Regions from separate parts of the Mus musculus genome. Here region 2 is linked to region 1. A link is a contact called in public promoter capture Hi-C data. All regions are on one chromosome and are shown on one strand. Each heading gives the region's core, a stretch centred on a gene start, on an enhancer-like site or on the middle of the called end of the contact. The rest is flanking DNA. Distances are from core to core; before and after follow the strand shown. Region 1 holds the start of Crk (v-crk avian sarcoma virus CT10 oncogene homolog). Region 2 holds the start of Supt6 (SPT6, histone chaperone and transcription elongation factor).

Region 1 (3,433 bases), core at 606-3,105:
CCATCTGTAATGAGATCTGATACCCTCTTCTGGTGTGTCTGAAGACAGCTACAGTGTACTTACATATAATAAATAAATCTTAAAAAAAAAAAAAACAACAAGACGTAGAAAGGTCTATATCTGTTAACTAAAAAGACTTCAATACTCAAATTTTCCCCTTAACTTGTGTGCTAACACAAAGAACCGTCGAATCCCACTTTGTGGCCAAAGGGAGTAAATCTAAATTAGAGCTATCCCAAAAATGCAAGTCTGCTACAAGGCTAACCAGTGAGTCTCCATTCATGAGACTAGCTCAGCTCTAGAAGGAAAAAGCTTACACTTCAAACATCCAGAAAGCAAGAAGCTTGGTGCTGTTATACACAGAGACAACAGAAATCTCAGAATCACTGTTCATCTCATAAACGTCAAGGGCTAAGTGCATGAATTCCCTTAACATTGCCAAGACAACTGCAATAAGACAGCTAAGACAGTTAAAACTCAATGGTCCTTGACGAGGAAACAGTGGGATAATTATTCTTGGTGTTTATCTGCTAGCCAGGTCTGTTCTCATATCCTGGAAGATTTTGACCACAACACCAACTTAGAGAGCAAGAAAAGACCCAGAAGTACGTGTCTGACACTTTTTAAGTAAATCCAGGGAGAATGAAGTGCCATTCACTTCCAAGGTTGTTCTCACTGGCTTATGCCTGTTTGTTTGTTTGTTTGTTTGTTTTCTAAAGGAAAAAAATCTTCCTCCACTAATCACTTTGAAACTAGAAACTCTAGTTGCAGCGGGCAGTTTTTTTGGACACTTAAAACCTCTTGGACACAATTTGCCTGCTAGGCTTCAATTACGCGGGGCTGGTCACAGAAGGATTTTTTTTCTATCACCAAGTCACTTAGTTCACCACCTTCCACAAGGGAAGAGCACGGTAAAGATATTTTGGAAAAATGCCCAAGAAAGGAAAAAGCTGACCGGCTTCCTGAGGGTGTCTCCATCCCTCCCAGCCAGCCAGTCAGTACGTGGTGACTTCCTACCGAAGGCCACCAGGGGAGTATGGCCAAACCCGGCTCTAACACTGCAGGAAACGTTTCAAGCCTAAAAGCCACTTGTAGGATTAGCAGAGCCATTCTGAGTACCACTGCCAAATGATGTCCCCGTAACATCCCCATTAACTCATTGTCCCCAAGTTGCCTAGCCCTGCCCTGCCCTTGGGCCTGACCCTGGCGCCCAGCCCCACCCCGGGGCCGCAGCAGTTCCCCTTCCCCGGCTCCCAAGGCACACCCAGAGGCCTCGGTGAGCAGCTCCTCCTCCCCCACAATCCCGCTCATCGGTGGGAACCAGCTTGCTCAGAAGACAGCTCCCCCGCCAGGTTCACTCTAGCCCTCTCTGCCCACGTCCCTCCTGCAGCAGACCAGGGTTCTACGGCCCTCACCCCCGCCCGGGCCTCCCACCCGCCTGTCCCTCACCCGGCGGAGGCTGAGCGGGCGACGGAGGCACTGGAGGGCGCGGGCCGCTGCTGTTGATGATGTAGTGGGAGACGCGCGAGTTTTCGGAGACGCTAAGCACATAGTCCCCGGGGCTGGTGCTCGAGTCCCGCACCAGGAACACCCCGTGCCGCTGGCCCTGCAATAGCGCCACCGCCTCCTGCCGGCTCAGGCGGCCCCAGTACCAGCTACTCCGCTCCTCCGAGTCGAAGTTGCCCGCCATGGCCGCCTCCGCGCTTTCACGCTGGGCCGCCGCCGGCACGCGCGCCCCTCCAGCCCTGGCGCCCGCCGCCCAGCGGACCGGCTCCGGTGTCAGCCTCCCAGCAGCGCCCGAAATGGCGGCGGCGGCCGCGGGCCTTCCCCACCGGAAATGACGCGCCCTCTACCCGAGGGAGGCTGCCGGGAAGGGGACCGACGCCCGCCATTGGGAGAAGGGAAACGGAGTCCTTGGGGCCCTCAGTGCGCATGCGGCGTCCTGGGCGTCGCCGCCAGGCCCAGACCCCAACCGCGGAGGATGGGGAGGCGGAGTCTAGGTCTAAGGGGCGGAGCCTCAACCTACAAATTGACTGATCCGTGTTTGACAGATTGGTAGCGGCCGGTCTTTTCTCCCAGAACCTACAAGTAGCAACACCAAGAAAAGGACTGAAGTTAAAAAAGATGATGTGGTCCGAGGATGATAGTCGCCCTCAAAGCTCCCTGACTTGCTGGTCTTTTCCCCGTGTTTCCTTCGGTTTCCCCCGAGGTCAGCTGAAGTTCTTGTTATCTATGAGCAGCCACAGATACCGCATTTGCCGCGCAGGTGCAGTGCTGACCCAGACTGGCTTTAAGTCACTGAATTCACACACCTATGGGAGGGACCAGGAAACAACATCTGCTATGGGGGCGGGGGGGGGGCAGAAACACAAGGAAATCAACTAAGTAGTCCTGGAGAGACCCAAGGGCTGGGTAAAGTGACTCATGACAGTTATCCCAACCTCTCAGGAGTTGAGACAGGAGGATCCCTGTGAGTCTGAGGCCCTGTATTATAAAACCAAAACAAATAAGAGGAAGGGGTCCACAGATAAGATGACCTAGGGTGAATGGTAGGATGTTAAATGAAGTGGGGAAGGGTACTCAAGGCAAAGAAAACAAAATGCCCAGCCAGGCCAAAAAAAAAAAAAAAAAAAAATGGAGTTCTCTCTATTGGGGCTCCCATATCCACCAGCCAGATTTTTTTTTAAACTCTCAGTTGTAGCCAGGTGTATCTCCTACTTTTACTTCCTTCATGATCATCTTCATCTATCTCAAAAAATTAATAAAAAAATGGGGGAGGGAAGGGTTTCTCTGTATAGCTCTTGCTATCCTGGAATTCACTTTATAGACCAGGCTGACCTCGAACCCAAAGATCCACCTGCCTCTGCCTCCCAGTGCTGGGATTAAAGGTGTGTGCCACCATTGCATAGCTGTTACTACTGTGTTTTGTATATAGTGAGACCCGGTCTCACTACAAAACCAAAGTTATCCTTAGCCTAGTCAATAGCTCCGGCCTTCCAGAGCTCCCACCCATAGTCTGGGCCAGCCCTGGGAGAGACAGCAGGGAAAAGGGCCCCTTCCTTGTTACCAGTGACTCATCTTGATCTAGCTTAGTCACCAGGAACTAGCAGCAGAAGCCATCCAGTGTAAATTCTGGCCCTTTGGGGCAAATGACTATCCTCTCTCCCTTTTCAGGACAGCTGAGCTTCAAGGCAAGACCTTACAAGAGACTCTGGGAAACAACAAATCCAATTCCCAGGATAAGTGAAAAGGAAAGAGAGATTTGGTTTGTTTGTTTGTTTGTTTGTTTGTTTAGACAAGGTCCCACTATGCAGTTCTGGGTGGCCTAGAACTTGCTGTGTACATTAGCCTGGCCTCAAACTGTCAGACACCAGTCTGCCTTTGCCCCCCCCCCCCAGGAAGGCATATTCATTCATTTACTATTGCATACTCT
Region 2 (3,357 bases), core at 491-2,990, 2.6 Mb before region 1:
CCAGAGCAGGAAACATTAAATTAAAACGTAGTAAAACTGCCGGGCAGTGGTGGCGCATGCCTTTAATCCCAGCACTTGGGAGGCAGCAGCAGGCGGATTTCTGAGTTCGAGGCCAGCCTGGTCTACAAAGTGAGTTCCAGGACAGCCAGGGCTACACAGAGAAACCCTGTCTCGAGAAAAAGAAAAAAAAAAAAAAAAAGAATGTAGTAAGCCTGAGTAGGTGTTTACTGAATGAGGTGGTTAGGAATGTAAAGACTACATACTCCCTGGACTAAACTGGTAAGACAGGTTCTGAGAGTTGTGAACAGACTAACCATCTTAGAAGGTCACTTCCTTTCTAGCAAATAGCATCATCAATCATTCAAATTATATCACAAGTACACCTCCTGTCGAACTTCATGACTTTATTTCCTCCAGTGTGGGGGCAGAAGCTTTCCGTATGCTCGGCAAATACTCTAACACTGAAGTAATTACCAGCCTTTGAACTTCTGTTGTTTTGAGACAGCCCCCACTATATAGGCTAGGCTGATCTTGAAGTTACAATCCTGCTTCAACCTTTTGAGTGCTACAATTACAGACCTAGGCCACCACGCCTGCCCATTAGTCTTGTTTTATTGTTTGATTCACTACTGTATTTCCTGTATCTAGAACAATACGAGACACACTAAAAGTGCTCTTTAAATCTAGGCCAAATGAATGAGCCCACGAATAAGTGAGTATTTTAATTGCACATGATAAAAAACAGACTTTCCTCTGCAATGTCTGTCAATGCTTAAATTCTTTACAAGAAAGTTATTGCTAAGTTAGAGTGTCAAAAAATATGAGCTAAAAATAGGTGACATTTAAAATCTGAGATTCAGCTTATGTTGTCTTGCTCTAAATGCTCCTCTCTCCAGCACAAAATAGTGGCAGCCCATGGAATCTGAAAGATTTTGAACCTGCACAGATTTGGATTAAACCCTGTCTCCATCATTCACTAGCTGGCTTTGAGCAATATCTCTAGGTCTATTTACTCACCTAAGAAAATAACTTTAGTATCTGTCCTCAATACAATGTTAAAAACCGGAAAGTATATATGTAACACGTTTGGCCCACAGCTCATCAAACAGAAACTAACATTAGGACTAAGTTTCCTTGGCAACTCGTCGTCCTCTTCAAGAAATAGGGCACGGCTAACTTTCCCAGACCACGCCCTCAGACTCCGAGGCCCCGCCCCTTCTAGGCTCACCCGGCCTAGGCAGCCCACCCAGAGCGGTGAGTCCCCCTCTGTACCTGACCCATAGCGCACGTCGTGAGAATGCAGTCGGACATTGTGGCGTGTATTGAGTAGCTTCACCACGGAGCCGCAAGTAACGACAGCCATGTTGGACGCTCCCACAGCGCTCCACAAACCACCCAACAACAGAAGCGACAAGACAGCCATCCTAGATCCGAGAGAACTAATCATCCAAGAAAATTAGGCCCGTCCCCGGAACCGGAAGCCGAGGGTAGAACTACGCCAAGATGGAAGAGAAGACTCCTTAACCTGAATCTTTATGGTTCCTTTGGCGAGAGCGGCTTAAAGAACACGCTGGCCCGGGAGGCCTTCGGGACCTCACTTTGTACTGGGTGCTCTGTGGCGGCTGCGTTCCTTAGGCGTTCGCGGACTCGGAACCAAAGCCCTAGACGCCGGAGGGGAAAAGACAGCAGGAAATGACCCTCCCACTCCCAGTGACAGAGAGCCGGAGGTGACGTACTACGTTAACGCAGCAGCGGCGACGGTGGTGGTGGTGGTGGCGGCGGCTGCGGAGGGCCCTTGCGGTGGGTCCGGACTATCCTTTTGCAGTCTCTGATCGGCGACTCCATTTTCTTCGGTGGGAGCTTAGCGTAGCGGAGAAGCAGCGGCCTTCAAGCAGGTAACGCTCAGCCTGGAGAGTGTGTTGCGTGTGTGGGTGCGCAGGTGGCGAGCCAGACTCCTGGGGCCTGGTCCCGTAAGGGAAGAAGCTTTGGGGTGCCCCACTGCGGGAAGGAAGGGGGCCCTGGCTTTCCCTGATCTGCCAGGGGGGAAAAGGACAGGAAAGTACCGTGATTGCTCAGAGTCTCCAGCCCTTTCTCCACGCGGTACCACCCGGAACCTGTGACCTGGGGTTACCTCTTGAATCAACAGGCTTTCTGGGATCCCATCTTCTCCGCGGCGTCTGGAATCTGGGCCACGCAAAAAATTGGGACTAGAAGAGAGACCTAAGGGTTTCTTTACTTGGCATCAGGTGATCGGATTAATTAGTCCGGCGTTTGGGTCCTGCTGAGCTTTCGAGAGTTCAGCCATGAGGCGGGTGTACTGTGCTGAATGTTAGCTCTTTACAAAATGTTGAGTAATTATACGGTTTTTTTTCCACATATGGGCAAGTCCCTTAATCCTTTCTAAAGATGCGAGTTTATACTTAAGTACCTGGAGCCTTCCATCTTGTATAATTCATTTCCTCGAACACTTGCCAAAGACCTATCATAAATATTAGAATTGGTTGTTAAATCAGAAATGTGTATTGTTTGACATCAGGTACTCGAGTATCTTAAGTAAAGCAGTTCCTCTGTATTACAGAAAGAATCGATTTCTGTTTTCCTTTAGGAGGCGGGTCTCCTGTAATAATTACATGAAAAGACACGGTAATACAAAGGTCATAGGGTAATTTGTTTTTCATCCCGCCCCACTCCATTCCCGCTGCTCCCCTTCTTCAGAATCCTCCATTACTTATTACTTTCATTAATTTGTGTGTGTGTGTGTGTGTGTGTGTGTATGCCTCAATTAGTTAATTTATGGTGGTTTACAAGTACATGGGTGAAGAAGTATTCAGAGAAGCCTGGGCTACAACCCTAAAGAAAATGTTCCCCTCCCCCAGCAACCATGAATTACTATCGATCCTTAGGGTTGGTGGGATCTCATGATGAGCCCCTCCCCCCTAGCAACCGTTAACTGCCCATAAACCTGTAGGAAGGGAGGAGCCTGGTCCCCCTCCCCAGCATTGAAGTATGCTACAATGTGTGGAAGTCGTTGAATTTAATTAATTTTGGGGAGAAAAAGTTTAGTTCTATTGTTGAACACTCACAGTTTGTGAGTCTTCAGTGTTTTAGTTACAAAACAATTATAGCAACAATGGAGAAGCTGAGCCAGGAGGATCATGGAATTTACGTTTTGGTTGCATTTGTAGACCCTGTCTCAAAAACAGCTCTCCCTTCAACCACGAGTTTAGAGCCCCTCTCCATGCCTAGTGTCCCACCACTACAGGCTTATTTTATTTGGTTGGCTTGTGTGACTATTAGATTAGACTAGATTAGATTGGTAAAGTATTTTTTGTTGTTTTTATTTTTTTCAAGACAGGG

Evidence for each region. Promoter capture Hi-C pulls out the DNA fragments that hold promoters and counts their contacts.
Region 2: a promoter capture Hi-C map of pre-B cells shows a contact between it and region 1, with 2.9 times the contacts expected there. The contact joins the promoter of Supt6 here to the promoter of Crk in region 1. A contact is called at or near these places in 1 of 39 promoter capture datasets (pre-B cells) and 1 of 115 datasets of contacts at active chromatin or transcription factors (embryonic stem cells).

What each region holds. Positions count from the first base shown.
Region 1 is chr11:75,677,681-75,681,113 of GRCm38.p6, reverse strand. It overlaps Crk (v-crk avian sarcoma virus CT10 oncogene homolog), which reads right to left and starts at 1,855. Exons shown (of 3, transcript NM_133656.5): 1 at 1,450-1,855. The coding sequence starts at 1,690.
Region 2 is chr11:78,244,086-78,247,442 of GRCm38.p6, reverse strand. It overlaps Supt6 (SPT6, histone chaperone and transcription elongation factor), which reads left to right and starts at 1,740. Exons shown (of 37, transcript NM_009297.2): 1 at 1,740-1,895. It overlaps Sdf2 (stromal cell derived factor 2), which reads right to left and starts at 1,697. Exons shown (of 3, transcript NM_009143.3): 1 at 1,273-1,697. The coding sequence starts at 1,447.